Regions from separate parts of the Sus scrofa genome. Here regions 2 and 3 are each linked to region 1. Evidence: chromatin contacts called from public Hi-C data. All regions are on one chromosome and are shown on one strand. The core of a region is the stretch at or near the end of the contact, and the rest is flanking DNA. Distances in the headings are between cores, read along the strand shown.

Region 1 (2,848 bases), core at 284-2,783:
TTTTTTTCTGCTCAGCCCCAGCATGCAGAAGGTTTCAGTCCAGGGACTGAACCTGAGCCGCAGCAGTGACACTGCCTCCTTAACCTGCTGCATCAAAAGGAAACCCCAACTTTTTTTAACAAAAGAAAATCGAACGGCAGAGAGTTTTAACTAGGTCGGACACACTTTGGAGTCACCAGTGAAGACTGTCCTTTTGGGGGTCAGGGGGCCTGGGTTTTGTTAGCACCTCAAAACTTCACCTTAAACCTTAGAAGTCTCTTTCCCTCTGTTCTCAAATTCAAGACATTTAGGTTAAAGCTTTATGAATACAAATATTTAAGCCAGAAATAAAGTAACATGGAGAAATCCTAGTCAAGATATCTTTCAGGATGAACTCCATTACTAACTACTTGATCAGCTTTCAAAGTTGCAGTTGAGGTACATTTTTTTCCTGTTTTAATGACATTCTTTTACTTGGGATAGTAAAATAATGCCGCTTTTGCACTTTCACAACTGAGGCTTTGATTCACTCATTCGTCAGCGTTTGACTCAGACTGCAGATGACAGCAACATGGACATTTCTCCTGGGATCATCACCACTAAGCCCAACCGTCTGAGGTCAAATTTTGTAACCCAAAATGTGGTCAAGAGGTGACTCTGTTCAATGTTTTTGTTTGTTTTAGGGCCGGACCTGTTGCATGTGGAGGTTCGCAGGCTAGGGGTCGATCGGAGCTGTAGCTGCCGGCCTGCACCACAGCCACGCCGGATCCTTAACCCACTGAGCGAGGCCAGGGATCAAACTCGCAACCTCATAACCTCATAGTTCCTACTCGGATTCGTTTCGGCTGCGCCACCACGGGAACTCCTGTCCAATTTCAGTAAAAGTTTTTACTGTGTAGAGTTTTAAACGCTGCCAATCTTATGGTCTAATGGTCATTTTTATCCTGTGTTTCTGGGGTCAACAGCTCATTTTCCCACACGACCAGGATAGGGTGTTTCAAGGCATTTGGGAGGGGGATAACTTTCGTTTTCCCCCGGCTGCAGATCTTACTTTCTATCGACCACGTACGTGCCACTACCCATGACTTGGATATTGGGGTTTTCCTCCGGGATCAAACAGCGTCAGCGGGAAGCAACCCGAAGCCCCAGAGCAGCAGGGCTGGCGCCTGCGCCCCTCTTCCCGGGAGGGGAGAGCGGGCCTCCAGCCCTCCGAAACCCTGGGCGGCCAGAGCCGCCGGGCTGCGCCGCGGGAGCCCCGAGCGCGGCTGCTCGTCTCCCGCTCTCCACCGGAGGCGACAGCTCCGCCACAGCGGAGATCGGCCGGAGCCCCGCAAAGAGCGAAAGGGTGAAAACCGCCTCCGACCAAGAGCAAAGGTCGGTACCCAACTCCCCGGGAGGCCTGACGCATCCCCTCCCACGAGCACTGCAGTGACTCCTCCCTAACACGTCTCGAGGCCTGGGCCGCGCGGCCCCTCACCGAGCAGGCGGGTCTGAGGTGACTAACAGGCAGCCGCGGAGGAGCAGCGGGCGACCGGAAGTGGAAGCGGGCGCGGGGCGGGGCGCGGGGCGGGCGCGGCACGCCTGCGCAGTCCGCGGCGCGGCAGTGCGCCTGCGCGCTTGGGCGGTGACGGGGGACGCTCGGAGCGTGGGCCGCGACTCTCACGGATCCGGTTCCGCCCTCCCTCTCGCCGTCGACCCTCGGGGCTGGCGCCCGCGATCCCTTTCCCAGCGTGCTCCGCGCCGTGAAGAAGCGGCTCCCGGGGACTGGGGGCATTTTGTGTTGGCTGGAGCCGGAGCAACAAGATGGCGGCGTCGGCGGAGTGACAGGGGTCCCTCCGGGCGGGAGCTGGCGGCAGCGGGGGCAGCGGGATCGCCGCCCTAACTCACCGCGCCCCTTTTCCAGCCGGCGACGTCGCCGCGAGAGCGAGGCAGCGGCGGCCGCCAGGAACAAGTGGCCCGGCCCGGCAACCGCGAGCACCGCCTCGGCAGCCTGCGGCCTGGCCGGAGGAAGCCTGACAGCCGCGGAGATCCGGGTCCGCCTGGCCGGTTCCGGGCCTGTAGCGCCGAGAAGGAGCCAGCGCCCCCCGGTTCCTGCCGCGCTCCGCGGACGAGCGCTAGAGGCCTCCGTCGTCCCCTAGAGGTGTCGGGGCTTGGCCCCAGCCTCCATCTTCTCCCAGGATGGCGAGCAGCAGCGGCTCCAAGGCCGAGTTCATTGTCGGAGGGAAGTACAAACTGGTGCGGAAGATCGGCTCTGGCTCCTTCGGGGACATTTACCTGGCGATCAACATCACCAACGGCGAGGTAATCCCCCGGGGTGGGGTTCCCGACCGCGCCTGCCCCCCCCCCCCAGCGGCTCGGGCCTTTGCCCCCCGCGCGCGCGCCCCGGGAAGTCCAGAGGGAGCCGGCTCTCCCGGCCTGGGAACCTCCACCGCTGTCCTTCCCTAAAAGGGAAAGAAGCGAGGCAGACGTTGGGGTACTGTGGAGTTTCCCACCTTACTCGGACTTTTAAACCCATCCTCTAAGGTGAGAACGGCAGAATCCCTATGCTTCGCTCTCTCCCTATTGAATTCTCCTGGGGTTCTTGTTCCAATTAGCGCAGCTTCCGATCGCCTGGCTTCTTCAGGACCTCTCTTTACGTTTTCTGGATGAATCATTTTCCTGCACTTTAGAGGACGTGCCGCTTTCGTCACTGCCCCCTGAAGAGGCCTTTGAGGCTGGATGCCTCGTTTTGTAATTACAAAGAGAGCTTTCTCCTCCTGGCTCTACTGCCGGGAGAGTTGGGGCTTTGCTCACGTCGCCCCGTCCTTTCCGAGTGACATTGAGTCCGTAAGGATGTTGATGGCATCATTCCCTCTCCCCCGCAGGAAGT
Region 2 (2,707 bases), core at 153-2,652, 330 kb before region 1:
AGGCCAGGGATCAAAAGCACATCCTCACGGGCACTAGTCAGCTTCACTTCTGCTGCTCCCCAACAGGAACTCGCCGAAGGGAGGATTTGAGCTCATTCTTACACTTGAGCAAGATTACACGACACCAGGTCCTTAATAAAACATAAAGGGTGGATGATGAAGAGTTGGCAAGAGACTAAGTTTGTGAAACGGTGTCTTGAGGATGCAGATGGTATGAAATGGGGTTTATCAGTGCCCAGGCTCAAGCGCTTGGACTTTTCAGTTGTTCAGTGAGGACTCTGACAAAATAATCTAAAGATGGAAGTATTGTGCTTTTTACCGCCACACCTGTGCCATATGGAAGTTTCCAGGCTGAGTCAAATGGGAGTTGCAGCTGCCTGCCTACACCACACCACGGCAACGCCGGATCCTTAACCCACTGAGAGAGGCCAGGGATTGAAACGCATCCTCGTGGATACTAGTCGGGCTTGATACCGCTGAGCCACAACAGGAACTTCCACTGACTGACCTTTTAGGACAAGACTTCTGCTGAATCCAATGCTGGATGTCACATCAGTTCCAGATTTCACACCAAGAGCCCCAGCGACAAGGAGGACAAAAGGGCACTAGAAGGGGTGTCCGGGAGGAGTTTACCTCCCTAATGTTTCCAACACACTGCGGTCCCTGGTCTTTGCGAGGAAGGGGCCCCGCCTGATAATTTATGAGTTTGGTAGAGGGGGGTCCAAGTCTTAGCCCTGCGAGTGACTCCGGTTCTGACTTCAGGCCAGGCTCTGGTCCTCTCCGTGTCCTCTCGGGGTCTCCACCCATCCAGCGAAATAATTTCAACTTAGGCTATGAGTCTCAAAGAAGCGCAGGTCCTGATTTGCACTTAGCCAGGAGTGCCGCTTTTTAAAACCAAGATAATCAAGTCCTCTCTCCGCTGCAGCCTCGGTTCCCCCATGTGTCTAAGGCGCTGGGGGCGTCTCTTAGCTCCCCGGTCCTGCTCCCAGGTATCCAGGTCCGCGATGAGCACTAGGGAAGGTGCGGGGACCCGGAATGATGGGCGGCTGGGGGTGGGCAGCCCTCAGCCGCAGGAGGGTGGTCGGGATCACCCCAAGAGGTGGGGACCGGGTTCCGACGCTAGACCCGCCTCCACCCTGCGGACCAAGGACGCAGCCCCACGCACGCCCCCTCCCAAGCCCGGCCACCGCGCCCGCGGCGACCCTTGGTGCGGGCGACCCCTGGTGCGGGCTTCCTCCCACCGCGCCCGGGACACAGCTAACCGCGCGGAGGTTGGCACCGCTCTCTCCCCGCGTCTCGAGGCCGCTCCCCGCTGCTCACCTCTGGGGTCCGGGCACCTCGCGCGCCCTCGCTCCCAGGCGCGTCCTCCGCCTGGCGGGACCGAGCTGACTCGGTGACGCGGGCAGAGGCAGCCCACGCCCGGCCGTGCCTCGCTTTTAAGCGGCCGGTCCCCTCGTCCGCCCATCGCCCGGCCCCTGCAGAAGGCGGGGCCGGCCGGTCCCGGCGAGGGAGGGGAGCGCGGCGGCGAAGCCCGCAGGTGCCCGCCGAGAGCGGCGGAAGGCGCCGGGCGGAATCCCCGCATGCGCAGTCACCGGATCCCGCAGAAGAGCGATGCGGCCGCCGGCCAATGACGCGGCCGGACTGGCGGGGGTGCCGCCCCCTGGCCGCTCTCCTCCTCACGATTGGCTGCCCTGTGCAGAGGGAGCCACGCGTCCGGGTTTTTAGGGGCTTTGTCCTCCGCTCTGCGTATCTGTGAGTCATCTTCGAAGCAGGCAGGTCACGGGTGCTCCGCCTGTTCTCCGCCTGTTCTCCGCCTGTTCTCCGCCTGAAGCGGAGGGGATGGCAAAGAAGCAGTACGCCGAGGGGGGGCGTTGGGGAAATGCTCAACTGAGGGCAGTAAGCGGGCGTTTGCCAGGGTCATCGTCCTTATCTCTAACTCCTTCGGACTCCGTTCCCTCCCACCCATCGCGCTTTGTAGAGACAGCGAGGCTCGGAATGGGAAAAAGTCAGCTAGAAAGTTACCGGCTTTTGTTGCTCCTGCGTAGTTTACGCGCCACCGAAAGTCCTGTTTGGCCAGAGGCTCTTTTAAAGTTGTAAAGGAAAATATAAAAATGAGTTATTCCCCTCCGCTCAGTGGGTGAAGGACCCAGCTGTTGCCCTGTGAGTTTGCAGGTTTGGCACCCTGGCCTTGCTCAGTGGGTTGCAGCTCTTACGTTGTCCACTAGCTCTGGCGTACGTCTCAGAGGCCCCTGGGATCCGGCGTTGCCGTGGCTGTGGCAGAGGCTGCAGCTGCAGCTCTGGTTAGAACCCCAACTCGGGGAACTTTCCTATGGCACAGGTGCGGCAGTGAAAGGAAAACCATATGCATGAAATGTAATTACAGTCCTCATTTAAAACCCTCCGTGACCTTCCTTGACGTTCATAGATAATAGCAAACTTCTCCCTATGCCCTCAAAACCCTGACTGCTGGGGCCCCAGCCCTACTTCTCACCTCGGATCTCGCCCTCCCTTGTTCCTCTCCATCCTCCTGGCCTCCTTTTCTTGCCAAGCTTGTTCTCTTTCTGGACTGAACACTGTCAGTACATGGTTTCTACTCGGCTTTCCTGTCTCAGCCTAAACGCCCGCCCACCCTTGGCTTGGCTGGGCCCAGCCCCTCACTTCCTGGCATATCCTCTTGACTTAACTCTGCCCACACTGGGCACCCTGA
Region 3 (2,700 bases), core at 74-2,573, 370 kb after region 1:
TAGGGTTATAGACATATGTGGGCATGTTGTGCTATATATGACATCACACATTTAAAATACAGAGAACCACGGAATATACAAAATATATCAAATAGTTCCATCATTTTTCTACCAACAGGCTCCTACATAGGTCCTACACATACTCAGACCTGGGATGCATGGAGAAAGGCCTGGAAGGGCACACCCCTAATTATCAAGCCCTTGGATCAGGTCAGCTTTTGGATTGTGTGGGTGTAACAAAATCATTTGGACAGGCATGTGATGTGAGAGACTTGGGCAGAAATTTATTTGAAGAACTAAGGCATAGCTTTGTTTTTTAGTTGATTCATTCATTTACTGAATCAACAACTTTTTTTTTTTTTTTTTTTTTTTTTTTTTTTTTTTTGCCACCCCCTGGTCTATGGAGTTCCTGGGCCAGGGATCAGACCTGAGCCACAGTTGGGACCTACACCACAGCTGCTGCAAGCCTGGGTCCTTTGAACCTGTGTCCCGGCGCTGCAGAGACGCTGCCGATCCCACGGCGCCGCAGCGGGAGCTCCAGCAACTTCTGCTTGTTCTTTCTTCCTTGCCAGGCACCACGGTGGCCAGGAAAGGTGGGGGGGGGAGGCCATGGGTAAACACACACTTAGGGTTATAATCCGCAAAGCCAGGGGAGAGGGGCACTCGGGGCATGAAGGGGGGGCGTCTGCCCCAGCAGGCGACGCTGGAGCTGAGGCCGAAGAGGGCGGCATCAGCATTGTGACTGGGAGCAGGGCTGGGGGCATGGGGCTAGTGGCAAAGGAGAACCGCAGGTCAGAGTCGGGGCGGGCCCGGCCAAGCGATGTGTCTGCAGGGGCGTCTTCGCGGAGGAGCTGAGCAGGGTGTAAACAGAACCTCGTCCAGGACCTGCGACCTGGGGTGGAAGGGGCCCTGCTGGGCCGGGAGGTCAGAGGCCCTGCTTGCTGTCCCGACGCAGCAGGATAAAATGGTCCCGATTAGAGGCCCGGCTCTACGCTTCACAGCTGCGTGGCCTTAGGTGACTGACTTAACGTCTCCAGGCCACAGCTTAGCGTGTAAGGCAGAGATGAGGGCGGTACCCACCTCACTGGGAAAACCAACAGCAATGACAGATGCCAACCTAGCATCGTGTCCGTGTCCACACCCTTCACTGTCTCGGAACAACGCGGCGGACCTGAGAGGGGCCCCTCTCTGGGCCTGAGTTTCCACGTTTACAAATGGAAGATGGACAACTGAGTCCTGAGCGTCCCTTCACCCTCATGGTCTTGGTTCTAAGCCTCTGAGTGTGTGGGGCTGCGTCCGGCAGAAGGTCCGACCATGATCTAGGCTGGTCCAGGGACGCTTGGTCCCGTGGGGGCCCCACCGGTCTGAGCTGAAGTCCCGATCCCCAGGGAAGAGCGGTCCTCCGGCCAGGGCACGTGTGTGGCCTCCTAACGCCACGTCTGCACCTCTCCTCGTCCTGGGGGACCCCTCGCCTCCGTGCAATTGGCAGGACGCAGGCCTGTTTTTCTGGCCGAGACAGTGTTGCGATGGGGCCGTGCTTTTCCTCTGGTTCCACACATTGTTCTGCAGAGAAACGTTTACAAAAATCAAAGGGGTTCCTGAGGTCTTTGGGAAGCTTCTGGTGGGGGGGAACAAAGGGCCTGGCTTTGAGATCAGAGTGTTGGGGCCACAGTGTCGGCAGCAGGGGAGCCTCGGGCAGACGGTCGCACGGCGGGGTTCTCCGAGGCCTCGCTCCCATCACATCCGACCGCAGCCTGAACCTGCTTCCTGCCGCCACCGCGCCAGCAGGAGCCAGGAGCTGGGCTGGAGCCAGCCCCGGACGGAACCTGGGAGAGGGAGAGCCGGACCCGGGCCTGCCGGTCCCGAGGGAGACAGCCTGCTCTGGGCCGAGCTGCTGTGTGGGTGCATCCAGTCTCGAGGGGGGCCCCCCTGACTCGTCGTTCTCTCCACCAAGAGCTCAGCTCCCGCCTGCAGCTCGGCTGGCGGTGCCTTCCTCTGCTGGGCTGACCTTGCACACAGCCAGGCATCTCCTTAAGGTTCCCTCAGGCCTCCTGCTTTCCTGGGAGGCGTCCTCTGAGCCCAGATCAGTCACTCAGGGGCCACCTTAGCTAGCGCCTCCTTGGGCGCCCTGCACAGAGGCCCTTGGCCTGTCCGTGAGCTTTTCCATCTCGGGAAAAGGGCACACGTGCTCCTACCTGTACCTGGTTGGCTTTTCTCCTGTTTCTTAGCAAAGCTGGAACCTTCTCACCCCCCACGTCTTCACTGAATAGCCGCTTCCCTAGAGAGGCCTCCGTGACCCGCTCGCTAAGGGACCCCAGAGAGGACATTAACTAGTGGGTGGAGCAAAAGCCTCCCAGACGGCGTGGACGGAGCTCTCCTCAGGGCTCACCCACTGCATGAACCCCCAGGCCCTCGTCCCCCAAACTTGGCTCTCGTCCCTCTTTGTTCACTTGGCTCTTTAAGACCAAAACTCTGTCTCTGAACAGGATCTTCCACCAGGTCCCCGCGGCCCTGAGGAGGACGCGTGTCTCTGCTGGTTGTTAAGGTGCCAAACAGCTCTTCCCAGCGACACAGCTGGGAGGTCCAGGGCTGTCCCGCGCAGGAGAAAAGGACTGCGAATCAGAAGACCTGGCTTCCAGGTTTACTCTCACGTCCCAGCTCGGGCCACCAAGTAATTCCTGGTGTGTCCGTCCACTCAGC

Evidence for each region. A called contact is a pair of places that touch in the nucleus more often than the background predicts.
Region 2: a contact with region 1 is called in a Hi-C map of liver, with 5 times the contacts expected there. The contact joins the promoter of SLC26A2 here to the promoter of ARHGEF37 in region 1. A contact is called at or near these places in 1 of 47 Hi-C or Micro-C datasets (liver) and 1 of 2 datasets of contacts at active chromatin or transcription factors (alveolar macrophages).
Region 3: a Hi-C map of retroperitoneal adipose tissue shows a contact between it and region 1, with 2.1 times the contacts expected there. The contact joins the enhancer-like site here to the promoter of ARHGEF37 in region 1. A contact is called at or near these places in 6 of 47 Hi-C or Micro-C datasets (embryonic fibroblasts, heart right ventricle, mesenteric adipose tissue and 3 more).

What each region holds. Positions count from the first base shown.
Region 1 is chr2:150,661,155-150,664,002 of Sscrofa11.1, reverse strand. It overlaps ARHGEF37 (rho guanine nucleotide exchange factor 37), which reads right to left and starts at 1,533. Exons shown (of 13, transcript XM_003124090.6): 1 at 1,457-1,533. It overlaps CSNK1A1 (casein kinase I), which reads left to right and starts at 1,572. Exons shown (of 10, transcript XM_003124088.3): 1 at 1,572-2,280; 2 at 2,844-2,848. The coding sequence starts at 2,158.
Region 2 is chr2:150,995,563-150,998,269 of Sscrofa11.1, reverse strand. It overlaps SLC26A2 (sulfate transporter), which reads right to left and starts at 1,402. Exons shown (of 4, transcript XM_021085016.1): 1 at 1,321-1,402.
Region 3 is chr2:150,289,889-150,292,588 of Sscrofa11.1, reverse strand. The region is part of intron 1 of ABLIM3 (actin-binding LIM protein 3); the gene reads right to left. Among named protein-coding and RNA genes, the nearest start is that of ABLIM3, 31 kb to the right of the region's middle. Within about 2 kb of position 1,323, at least 4 of the 83 cell types and tissues checked have an H3K27ac peak or open chromatin away from gene starts, as enhancers often do. A contact at or near this core is called in retroperitoneal adipose tissue, where this site is marked.